2 separate regions of the Sus scrofa genome follow, and region 1 is linked to region 2. The links are chromatin contacts, called in public Hi-C maps. All regions are on one chromosome and are shown on one strand. Each heading gives the region's core, a stretch centred on a gene start, on an enhancer-like site or on the middle of the called end of the contact. The rest is flanking DNA. Distances are from core to core; before and after follow the strand shown.

Evidence for each region. A called contact is a pair of places that touch in the nucleus more often than the background predicts.
Region 1: a Hi-C map of blood shows a contact between it and region 2, with 1.9 times the contacts expected there. The contact joins the enhancer-like site here to the promoter of CD72 in region 2. A contact is called at or near these places in 7 of 47 Hi-C or Micro-C datasets (blood, embryonic fibroblasts, epiblast stem cells and 3 more) and 2 of 2 datasets of contacts at active chromatin or transcription factors (alveolar macrophages and skeletal muscle).

The regions. Positions count from the first base shown.
Region 1 is chr1:236,430,373-236,435,722 of Sscrofa11.1, forward strand. TLN1 (talin-1) reads right to left here. Exons shown (of 57, transcript XM_021065688.1): 19 at 5,163-5,350; 20 at 4,548-4,714; 21 at 3,573-3,701; 22 at 3,019-3,135; 23 at 2,804-2,917; 24 at 2,466-2,600; 25 at 2,189-2,317; 26 at 1,649-1,751; 27 at 1,295-1,503; 28 at 850-969; 29 at 452-649; 30 at 121-260. Among named protein-coding and RNA genes, the nearest start is that of TLN1, 18 kb to the right of the region's middle. Within about 2 kb of position 2,984, at least 2 of the 83 cell types and tissues checked have an H3K27ac peak or open chromatin away from gene starts, as enhancers often do.
Region 2 is chr1:236,349,614-236,355,268 of Sscrofa11.1, forward strand. It overlaps CD72 (CD72 molecule), which reads right to left and starts at 3,815. Exons shown (of 9, transcript NM_001097493.1): 1 at 3,734-3,815; 2 at 3,531-3,638; 3 at 2,842-2,913; 4 at 2,260-2,340; 5 at 1,595-1,930. The coding sequence starts at 3,815.

The sequences.
Region 1 (5,350 bases), core at 1,734-4,233, 80 kb after region 2:
GTCTCTAGCTATTTCTCTTTTGTCTGTAAGCACCCCTAAGCCAGGGACTTTTCATAAAATGTCCCCCGCCCCCCCAGTCTCTTCAACATTCTAGGGCTGGGTTTCCCAGCTCTTACTCACCGGGCAGCGGCAGCCAGCTGACTCTTGAGGTTGGGGGCAGCAGGGTCTGTAGACAGGGCCTTGGCAGCCAGGAGAAGTTTGCTCGAAGACATGGAGATGCCCTTCAAGTTGGACACGACCTGGGCACGGTCCTCCTGGCTCTGTTGGAGGCGAGAAGGTCAACACATTGTCCCGTCCCTTCTTATCTGTCTCTAAAAGGGATCTTCTGTCCCAGACACTCAAGCACTGCTAGAGTCTGGGGAGGGGAGGGAGCCAGGAGCGGGTCAGGACTCAGTGGTCCCGCAGATGCCTCCCATCTAACCCTTGAACCAGACCCTGTGCCTCTTCGTACCGGTGCCTGGCTTGCCATCTCCACACCGGCTTCCAGGAAGGTGCTGAAGTCCTGTCCAAAGCGACCTGAGGCTCGAGCCAGGTCCTGAGGGGTTCCCCGAGAGGCCTGCACCAGTTCTGTGGCTGCCTGATTGAGCCCAGCAGCAGCTTCATTCAGTCGGCTCTGAGCTTCTTGAAAAGTCCCCGTGCTGGGGGGAAGCTGCAGGGTCAGAGAGAAAGTCAGTGCAAGAATGGGAAGTGGTGCAGCGGAGAGTCTGGTACAGGAGCATGGGAGGTGGGCACAGGGCCTGCGGGCAATGTCAGGGGATAAATCCGGGAAGGCAGGGTCAAGGACAGGTCTAGAGGCAGAAGTAGCTTGGATCTCTTCATCCCGTTTCCCCCACAGCCCTGTCCTCCTACCGAGTCACTCAGGAGTCGCTTGCTGGCGTCTCCCACCGCTCTCAGGGCGTTGTCCACATCTCGCTGGCCAGGCAGGCAGCTGACACAGCGGTTCAGGGCCTGGGTCACAGCTTTAGCCACCTGAGGTGGGAAAGGAGACGGGGGCTGCCAAAATGGAAACAAGTGGGAGATCCCCTCCTCCACCCACAGGAGCCTCTGAAAGTGAAAGCGGAAAAGGGGTGTTGTAGCTGAATGGGCTGAAGTGATGGGGATCAAACTTCCCCAAATGCAGTGTCTAGCTGGGCTCCTGTCCCAGTCTAGCTGAGACATGTCTACCAAGACTGAGAGCAGGAAGGGCGGAATCCAGGGAAGAGCTATCGGTGTGGACGGACTCTCCCCAGGCAGGGTGGGCCTTCTGATGGGATCTGGGGGAGAGGGAGGAGGTGGCCCCCTCCCAGGACCTGACCTGGGCAAGCCGCTGCTGGCTCTCAGGGTCCCCTGGATGGCCAGCTGCCTTTTTCGCCTCCTCGATGAGACTGCTGGCCTTGTCCAGGACGTCACTGGCTGTGTCAAGCACAATGGCTTGCACCGCAGGGTCTGATGTCAGGGCAGCTACACCCCTAGCGGCTTGGGCCAGTGACCGCAGCCCACCTGCCACTTCCCGAGCAGCAATACCTGGGGAGGGAGGGAGACAAGGAGAGAGGAAGGAAGGGAAGAGGCACCCTCACTGCCAGGCCCTGGCGCTGGTTTCCCCCACTCATCCCGCTCTGGTTCCCCATCCTCCTCACCGCATGCCTCATTTCTGGCCCTGCCCACATACCTGCATAATTCTCATTGCCCTGGGCAACCTCCCCCAGCAGCTGGGCAATGGCGGAGCTGACTGCTTTGGTGCTGTTGCCCAGGTCCTGGGCACATTTCTCCATCTAGGGATGAAGGAGAGACTGGGAGACTCAGGTACAGGAGGAACAGGGGAGGGGGAACTTGAGAAGCTACTTAGGGACAGATGGCAGGTTAAATGGAGGTTCTGGGCAGCTCCAGGACTTTGGGCACAGGTAAGAAGACTTCGGGGCTTGAATAAGAATGAGCTCTTATGGGAGTTCCTGACGTGGCTCAGTGGTTAAGGAATCCGACTAGGAACCATGAGGTTGCGGGTTCGATCCCTGGCCTCACTCAGTGGGTTAAGGATCTAGCATTGCCGTGAGCTGTGGTGTAGGTCGTGGGCGAGGCTCAGATCCCAAGTTGCTGTGGCTGTGGCGTAGGCCAGCAGCTGCAGCTCTGATTTGACCCACAGCCTGTTAACTTCCCCGTGCTGCGGGTGCAGCCCTAAGAAAAAAAACAACACGTTCTTACGAATACCCACCGTCTCGCCAGGTAAGGGTTTAAGCTTGCCATCTCGAGCTGCTGCCTTCACTTCCTGCAGGTCTCTCTCTAGGTTCTGTACCACGCTCAGAGCAGAATCCATCTCCAAAGGCCCACATGCTTCCTGAGCCTACAAAGTGGGGTTTGAGATGTAGGAGGTACAGCTGTCTCACTGGTGCCTCAGGTTACACTATTATCCACTTTAGGATATCTGAACAGATTCTCCATCATTCCGGGTCCCCACCCTCATCTTCCCAAGAGACGGCCAGCTTCCATACCTTCTGGGCAGCGGTACGGAGTTCGGCCAACGCAGTGCCGAGGTTTTTCGCACACTGACTCAGCTGCATGGCTGAAGCCTGGTCCTGAATTGTTGGCACCGAGGCCTTCGCGGCTGCCACCATCTTCCCACCTGGCTGTTGGGGAACAGGTGGGCAGCTGAAGTGCACCATATGCCCTCTGGGCCTGGGTACAGGGGCCTGATGATGGTCAGGATGTGGTGAGCATTGGGCTCAGTATTGGAAGAGAGACTATGGCTGAGATTTAACTTGACTACATCAGAGCTCTTGGAGGAGAGAGTGGGAAGGGTCTGGTGAGTGGTGAGCGGAGGGTGCCTTGCCTGCAGGAAGCTCTGGCTGGCGGCAATGAGGGCGAGCTGAGCGCTGGGACTGTCGGGCTGGGCTTGGCTCCCTCGGACGCCCTGCACCAGCAGTGGAATCTGCTCTGCCACAGCCTGTTGGTGAAAAGGTTATGAGAGCCACTTCCCCACAGGCGGGGGGACTTCCCCCTCCCCACAGGCCGCCTCCCGCCCCCGCATGCTTCCTGGCATCTCACCTTGCAGCTCTGCACCAGCAGTGGCTGGGGGCCAGCTGTGGTCTTGGGGGTGGAGGCAGCATGTTGGGCGGCAGCGATGGTCTGTGTAGCCGAGGCTGCAGCCTGCTTGGCTGCGTGCTTTAAGGGCAGAATAGTGAGGACAAGGCCCAGACATTCCCATACCTGATCCTTGGCTTACCCTGCCCACGATATCCCCTAAGGAAATTTTCTTTTTTTTTTTTTTTGCTTTTTAGGGCTGCCCTCGCGGCACATGGAGATTCCCAAGCTAGGGGTCTAATCGGAGCTACAGCTGCCAGCCTACGCCAGAGCCACAGCGACACCAGATCTGAGCCATGTCTGCGACCTACACCACAGCTCACGGCAATGCCGGATCCTTAACCCACTGAGTGAGGCCAGGGGTTGAACCTGCAACCTCATGGTTCCTCATCAGATTCATTTCCGCTGCGCCATGACGGGAACTCCCTCCCCCAAGGAAATATTAACCCTTTCTCCACACATCCCTCCCAGGTTCATTCCTCCTACAGCACCTACACTAGCCTGTTTTCCAGCCTCACCTCCAGGCGCTGCACCAGCTTCTTCTTGATGGCATTCTGTGCAGCCACGTTGGTCGCCATGCGGAGACCTTCAGCTGCTTCGCGAAGGCGCTGCTGCTGCTCCTCACTGTCAGGATGGGCGGCTGCTCCCTGAGAGGTGGTGGGAGGGACAGTTACGCCCAGCATCTCTGTGGATCCTCAATAAGCTCTTCTCTGACCCCTCCAAACTCAAGTATATTTTCCTGAAATCATTTCTAACTATCCCCGCTGAAAGGTGGTTGAGATGGGCTGCCTCTGGTGGGCAGATGGGGAGCCTCGGGGGGACCCTGGCTTCCATCTGTGATGCTGAAAGCCCTTCCTCAGGTAGAACTGTTTGTGCTTCCCCGCTTTAGGGAAGGGGCCAGATTTCTTCCTCACTCCCCACAAAATACTACTGCAAACGGGGATGAGCAGGGCTCTCTGGAACAAGGAGGACACAGTTTAGAGCAGGGATCTCAAGGGTCCGATAGCAGGGGCCCTGGTTGTTCCTGCAAACTGAAGAGCCCCAGAGCCCAGGAATCTTTTGGCTTCTTCCTCATGGTCCTCTGCAACCTTGTGTCCCTGTGTCCGACTGCCTTGTCCTTCTCTGTGCGGCTAGCGCGGAGCCCCCAGGACTAATGCTCGTGTGCATTCACAGAAGCCCAGGAAGCAGAGGGATCCAGGAAGCAGGCAGGTGGTGGCAGCAAAGTAGGGGAAAGTAGGAAGTGCAGACCTTGGACTCAGAAGGAAAAGGGCACTGTTTCCCGTTCGTCAGTGAGGACTCTGGGCGTTACACTGGCTGGCAGCCTGGCGCCACCCGCCCGCTGCCTAGGGTGCATTTACTCCCTCAGTGCTCCCATATGTGCTGTCTTGTATCTTCTGCTTTTCCTGGGTCTCTCCCGTAAATGGGGGTGACCATCGGGACCTTTCTACTTCCCTCCGGGCCCCGGTCTGGGGTCTGCACAGAAGGCTCTCTACCTTGGCAGCCTCCACCATCTTGGCTGTGGCGTCGGCCAGGATCTTGGCGGCGCTTAATAGCTTGCGGGAATTCTCCAGATCGCTCTCCCCCTCGGCATCAGCCTTGATGGCATTGACCAGGTCAGAGGTGGCTTGGGCCAGGATGCGCGCCTGTCGCACCATCTCACCTGAGACACACAGGCAAAGTCAGAGAAGGGAGCAGAGACACTGAGAGGGTGTTAGAGAGAGGGACGTGGTGCAGATGAGGCCAGTGGGGCTCTTAGGGATAGTCAGGAGAGACAAAAAAGTTCTTGAAGTGACTTCCCTGGAGTTATGAGAGGATGAGGCTCTTGGTGAAGGATTTTGGGGGTGAAGGAGTGGCGTAAGGGCAGCTAACTCTTAATAAAGCCACTTTCTCTTTTTGTGTACACTGTGGTTTGTTATTTAAATGCACCAAGGAAGGCAGAGAGATTATATTCCTGTTTTACATATGGGGAACCAGCTGGAGGTTTCAGCTGTTCAACACCCAGCCTGCTGTGCTGAGTCAGGGGGAGGGGGGTGGATCTGCAAGGGAAATGTCCAAGGGGCCTGGGAACCTCGTTGGGCTCTCTGTCTCCTGGGGGAGAGTGTCCTTACCAGCATCGCCCATGGAGCTAAAGATGTTCTCAGTGACAGTGAGAATGGTGTCAGTGGCCTGGTCATAGCGGCCAGCAGGCCCGGCCCCTGTGGCGTGGGCCCTCACGTGCTGCAACAGCTCATTCAGGGCCTGGGTGACAGCTGTGGCTGCCGCTCCCACTCCTCGCAACAGCTGCCCATCTTCTGTG
Region 2 (5,655 bases), core at 2,565-5,064:
GGGAATTCTTCTCTGACAGAGCAGGGCATCTGCTGAAAGTGAGAGAGAGGATGGTAGGGCGAGGAGAGCCAGCCGACCACTGTAGAGTTGCCAGGCAGTGCTGGGGCCCTAGCTGAGATTAAGATTAGAGTTTCAGTGGCACCAAGCACTGCACCGCTTGTCACACCTGGGTGCAGGTATTTCTGTTCATCCAGAGTTGCCAGTCAGATGCACCAAGGCAATGAAACCAAGGAGTGAGTGGGGTGGCTGAAGTGATGGGACCCGAATCCAAGATGGGTAGAGAGAGAAGTGAAGACAGGTGATGGCTGATGGGAAGGGAGGAAATGGGAGTTGGCAGGTTGGAAGGTTGGAAGCCTCTGTGAGGTTAAAGAAAAAGTATGGGGAAAGCCAGGAGGAGGCCAGTGGGGGTCAGAGTGAAGATCTAAAGCCATCCTTTCCTCAGATGAGCAGTTTGGGATGCTGAGGTCTAGGGAGCAGCTGTGGGGATGGAAGCAGCATTGGCATGGAACTGAGGTTTGTAGAGAATCAGAAGGTTGGAGAAATGAGGGCTGGAGGTGTCTTACAAAATCTCTCTGTTTTAAGCCTGGGGAGAGTATCCAGATGCCCCCGAGCCAGACAAAGCCTAACCTCTAGACAACCAGTCCATGAACATTCCAGTACCCTTGGGCCAGGGACACTGCCTCAACCTCAGCCTACTTTGGCAAACCTTCTATGTCTCCCTCTCCCTCATCCCCACATACTGGCTGGGCTCCTCCTTTCAAAGTGGATAAGCAACCCACCCTAGTTCCCTGCCCTATCACACCCCCACCCTCCTCACTGTGAGAGCTTCGGCTTTTTTTATCCCACCCAAGACTGCACCTTTTCCATCAGTTATTTTTAATCTTTTGGGGAATCTCAGGTGTGGAAAGAATGAAGTAAAGCTATAGATCCTGGAGTTCCCGTCATGGTGCAGCGGAAACAAATCCAACTAGGAACCATGAGGTTGTGGGTTCGATGCCTGGCCTCGCTCAGTGGGTTAAGGATGCGGCATTGCCATGACCTATGGAGTAGGTCGCAGATGCGGCTGGCGTTGCTGTGGCTCTGGTATAGGCTGGCAGCTGTAGCTTCGATTAGACCCCTAGCCGCCCTAGCCCGGGAACCTCCATATGCCATGGGTGTGGCCCTAAAAAGCAAAAAAAAAAAAAAAAGAAAGAAAGAAAGCTATAGAGCCTGTCTTTAGAAAAAACATGCAAACAACCAATTGCACAACCATATTCAGGTGTGCCCAGATCCTTGATGCTGATGTCAAGCCAGATGAGCCCTGACTTTGCTGCTCTGGACAGTGTCATTTTGCATTGCTGGCTGCCACCCTCCTCTCCTCCACAGGATCCTCCTTTGACAGGATCCTCCTTTGAGCTAGGTGAGTCCCCCTAAATCCTTATCCAGCTAGATCCTTCTCCCCGTTGGCCAAGGCAAGTATTCCGGTTCACTACCCCTTTCCTGAACAACTCAATGGTCCCCTAATAGATGGACAGACCCCTGTCACAAGTGTCTCCTCACTTCGATCCATTGCTCACAGCAGACCCTCCCATCTCTTCTCTCTCAGAGCACATACCTGGTGAGGAGCATGTAAAGAAGGGCTTCAGTGTGTCCTGCATACTTCTCAGCCTCCGCTCCAAGTTTATCCTCTGTACCTCCTTGTTTTTCAAGGCTTCATCTGTCGTCTTCCTGTCCAACTGGCAGGCCTGCAACTCCTCTCTGGTAGTCTGGCAAATCTTCTGTTCCATTTGTAGTGTTTCCTTACTTTGAGCCAGCTCCTTCCTGGACCCCTGCAAATCTTCTTCCCTCTGCCCCAGCTGGGTTATCTTTAGGCGCAGCTGCTGCCTCAGGGTGCTGTTAGTGGCTTCCAGAACCCTGCTCATCTGCTGGAGCTGCCGAGACACCTGCAGATCTGTTTGGCCATAAAGAAAAATTTGAAGGACATCTTCAGCCATGCTCTGATGCCCTGAGACTTCAGCGTCAGCCCTTTTTCTGTTTCTTGGCAATTTTTCTGCCTAACAGGCTGGACTATAAGATCTGACTGCCTAAAGCTTAAGGAGGTACTGGATTAGTTAAAGACAATTTAGAAAGACACAGTGCTCTGAAGCAGACCTGGCTGGAAGCCAGAGGAAAGGCTGAGGATGTGGTAGTGGTAACTCGGGGCGCTGGGGAGGAAGGGCAACTGTGGGGGAGCAGGTTGTCTGGGGCATGTGGGAAATGGGGGGTAGTCGCCATACTCACAGCGCATTCCCAGGCAGATGGCGGCCACCCCTAACAGCAGGCAGGTGAGGAGCAGGCCCAGAAGGAAGTACCGAGCGCAGCCTGCAGGGAGACAGTGGAATGGGGGTTCATGAACCCCAGGAAAGTTAACAGACTGAGGGGGTGGGAGTGTGGGAGATTCATGGGAAGGAACATCCCACAGAGGACTTGGAGCACGCATGGTGGTTTCTGTCCCGCAGAGTTTCTGCAGGTAGCGGAGGGAAGGTGTTCCAGAAGTAGGGCTGGGCATTGTTACTGGTAAGGACTGACTGAGGCGCACTACCTGGTAGGACCTGGAACTAAATGTCAGATGGAGACCGGGGAGAGGGCGAAGAAGGGAATGCGGACCAGAGTAAGGTCAGTCCCTGGCCAGACCTGCACACCTCCGAGCGGAGCACTACCACCCATGGGAGCGGGCGCTCGCACGTGACTCCCGCGACCACCCTCGCGGACCCTGGAGGGGGAGCGGCGGGGAAAGGCGCCCAGCACGAGGTCCCGCGCGCGGCCCCGCCGGGCGGAGGGCGGAGGGCGGCGCGCGCGTGGCGAGGAGCGTGCGTTACTCACGCGGGAGAATCCGCCTGGCAGCTGGTGACGTCGAGGAGCTCCAGGCGGCCGTTGGCTGCTCAGTCTGCGCCCCTGCGGAAGGGAGCGGTCCCAGGTTGAAGACAGGAAGGCCGGGGAAAAGCCCCTTCTCCCTCCCCGACCCCCCTCACCGCGGCGAGATCCCAGTCGGTCCTAAGGTGCCTTCTGCCACTGCTCCGGGACACCCTTAGCGGTGCCCGGGGTCCCCGGAGTTCCTCTTCTCCCCTGGGACTGTCGTGTTCCTCCTGGGTCTTACCTTGTTCTTCCCGGGGGACCCTCTGTCGCCCTCCTGGGTCTCCCTTTATCTTTTCCTCAGGGGCCCCTCATTTGCCTGCCCCAAACCCTCTCCCCAGGAGTGCACTCACCCTTCTCCCCTCCCCTCCCTTCTCTCTCCCGGGACCCCCCATTTCTCATTGGAGCGCAGCTCCCCACAGGGCTGCCCTGGTCCTTCGTCAAAGCCCTAGCTCCCCACTGGGATCCCCCACACACACACCCTCGGAGCTTCATCCTTCCCTGGCCCCCATAAGTGGTGTTCACTCTCTTCCTGAGAACACCTCTCCTCTCCAAGGGTATTGTCCTCCCAAGAATGCTGAGGACGCCCCAGCTCAAGACACAGCACCACCCCCACCACCCCACCCCAGGCAGACACACATCCCCTGGGCTCTCCAGACCTGTGTTGTTCCCTAATCCAGAAGGAGCCAAGATCGAGGGCCCCCCTGGGCCTGGGGGCACTTGAACATTCTCATAGGTGAGTTCTCCATCTTCATCAGCCTCTGGGTCTGGAGAGGAGAGAAAAGGTGGGATCTGGGTGTGGAAGGAGGGGCAGGAAGGAGGTTGGAGATGCAGCATCAAGGCGACATTCATCCACCCTTACCCTGTCCTAGGCGGCTGGAGACGCTCTTCTTCAGGGGAGCCTTCACAAACCGCAGGTCTGCGTAGGTGATGGCCTCAGCCATGATCCTGGGGACCTCTGCTCCCACCTGTCTCCCCCCTCTTCCACGGGCTCCAGGCTTTCCTTGCCACTTTCCCCTCTGTCCCTTCACACTTTTAGGTTCTGTGTTCCCTCTGTGACTACACACAGCTTAGTGCTTTGCCTTGTGACTTACAGTCACAAAAGAGGAAGATATGAGCTGGTCTCAGACAGATGGGTTCAGTGAAGCAAACGGGACCCCTGATCCCCAGTTAGAGGGGCAGGGGAGGGGAAATTGAGGTCCAGAGCATGGGGTTTGGGGTTGTGAGGTGTCACAGAAACATTACTGAGGCTCATTCCTGTGTCCTGCCTGTGCTCCCCTTTCATGCATCCCAGACCCACTTTGGCAGAGCTGGGCTTCAAACACCCACCCTCATCCTCTCCCTTGATTTGCCCCACATTCCTCACCTCACTTCCCAGTCCGGAGGCTTTCTGTGTGTAGTCAGAGCTTTTTTGTGCTGAGCTGTCTATGGAGTATCTCCCCAGTCATTGCTTCTCGGGAGGAAGGGGGGTGTCCTAGCAATGGGGTTCATCCTGGCGTTCCCCGCAGGTGTGGGTTCCCAGAAAAGGGTCCCTGATTTGGTGGGACTTTTCTCTCCGTCAGTTTGGGGGTTGGGGGGATGGGCCCAGCTCCCCTCCTGCTGTAGTCCTAGACAGCTGCCAAGAATCCCACATACAGGGAAGTTCTCGATCCAAAGCTCTTCCTGGGAATGTGGCAATCCTTGGGAGGATGCAGAAAATCTGGGACCAAACTGATTCTCTTATGTAAACACCCCTCGACTCTCTACTCTCGCTTCGCAGCCTTTCCCCCTCCACCCTTTTTGCCCTACTGACAGTCAGCCCCTTCCTCGTTCCATCCTACCCTCTGGCCACTCATGGAAACCTCTGTGTTCTAATATCTAAGCTGGACCCAGCAAGCTGAGTCCAGGAGGCAGAAGCTCTGGGACAGGCTGGACTGGAGTGAGGGACACCCCTGCTTGTGCTCCTCTGGAACAGCCTGGAGCACTGACTGTTCGTGCACCTTGTCAGGGGTCAGGGGTCGGGCAAGCAAAGGTCTTGCACATGGATGAAGTTGGGCCAGAGCTTCTCAGAGGGGAGGCAAAGAAACAGGGCAGGGCTGGGTTCTGAATGGGCAGACTGAAACAGCCAAGGTTTTGATATTTCCTTGCTTTGATTTTGGTTCCTCTCTTACTTCCCTAGTAAAGTTCTTCCTTTTAAAAAGTCCCTACTTTGTCCCTTTACACCCAGCCCCACTGAAAAAAGGGCATTTGTAGGGGAAAACCAGGGACAGAGAGGCCTGTCTGATGGAGAGGAAACAGTGGGGGAGGAGGGCCTGCTGAGCAGTGGTGTTGAGGTGCTCCCTAAAGTTCTTTTACCAGGATGTGACCACCCAAAGGGTTCACTGGGGTTAAGAGCCTGGAACAAGACCAGGTATGGAGCGGGGAAAAAGCCCACCCCTGGCAGGTGACATCCGCCCCCTGAGACCCGGGGCCCCACTGCAGCTGTGGGCAGGAAAAAGGAAGGAGAAAGAGTTCCTCACCACACACTAACTGCTTGTCGTGTACAGTTAGTGGGGTGTGGAGGGGCGCTGTGAGGGGCCTATGAGTCTGTCGAGAGTTCTGCCTAACAGCGTTACCCGGCCCACTCCAGAAGAAGTTCCCACTGACACAGACGCCCACATTTATCACCTGAGAAATGTGTCCGAGGGAGAGGCAGATGTCCGCATGTTTGTGAGGCTGCTGGCATACACACGCATCCCCAGATCTCTGCAGTCTGTGTGAGGCCAGCCTCTCCACCCAAGCCTGTCTGGAGGGTCAGACACAGAA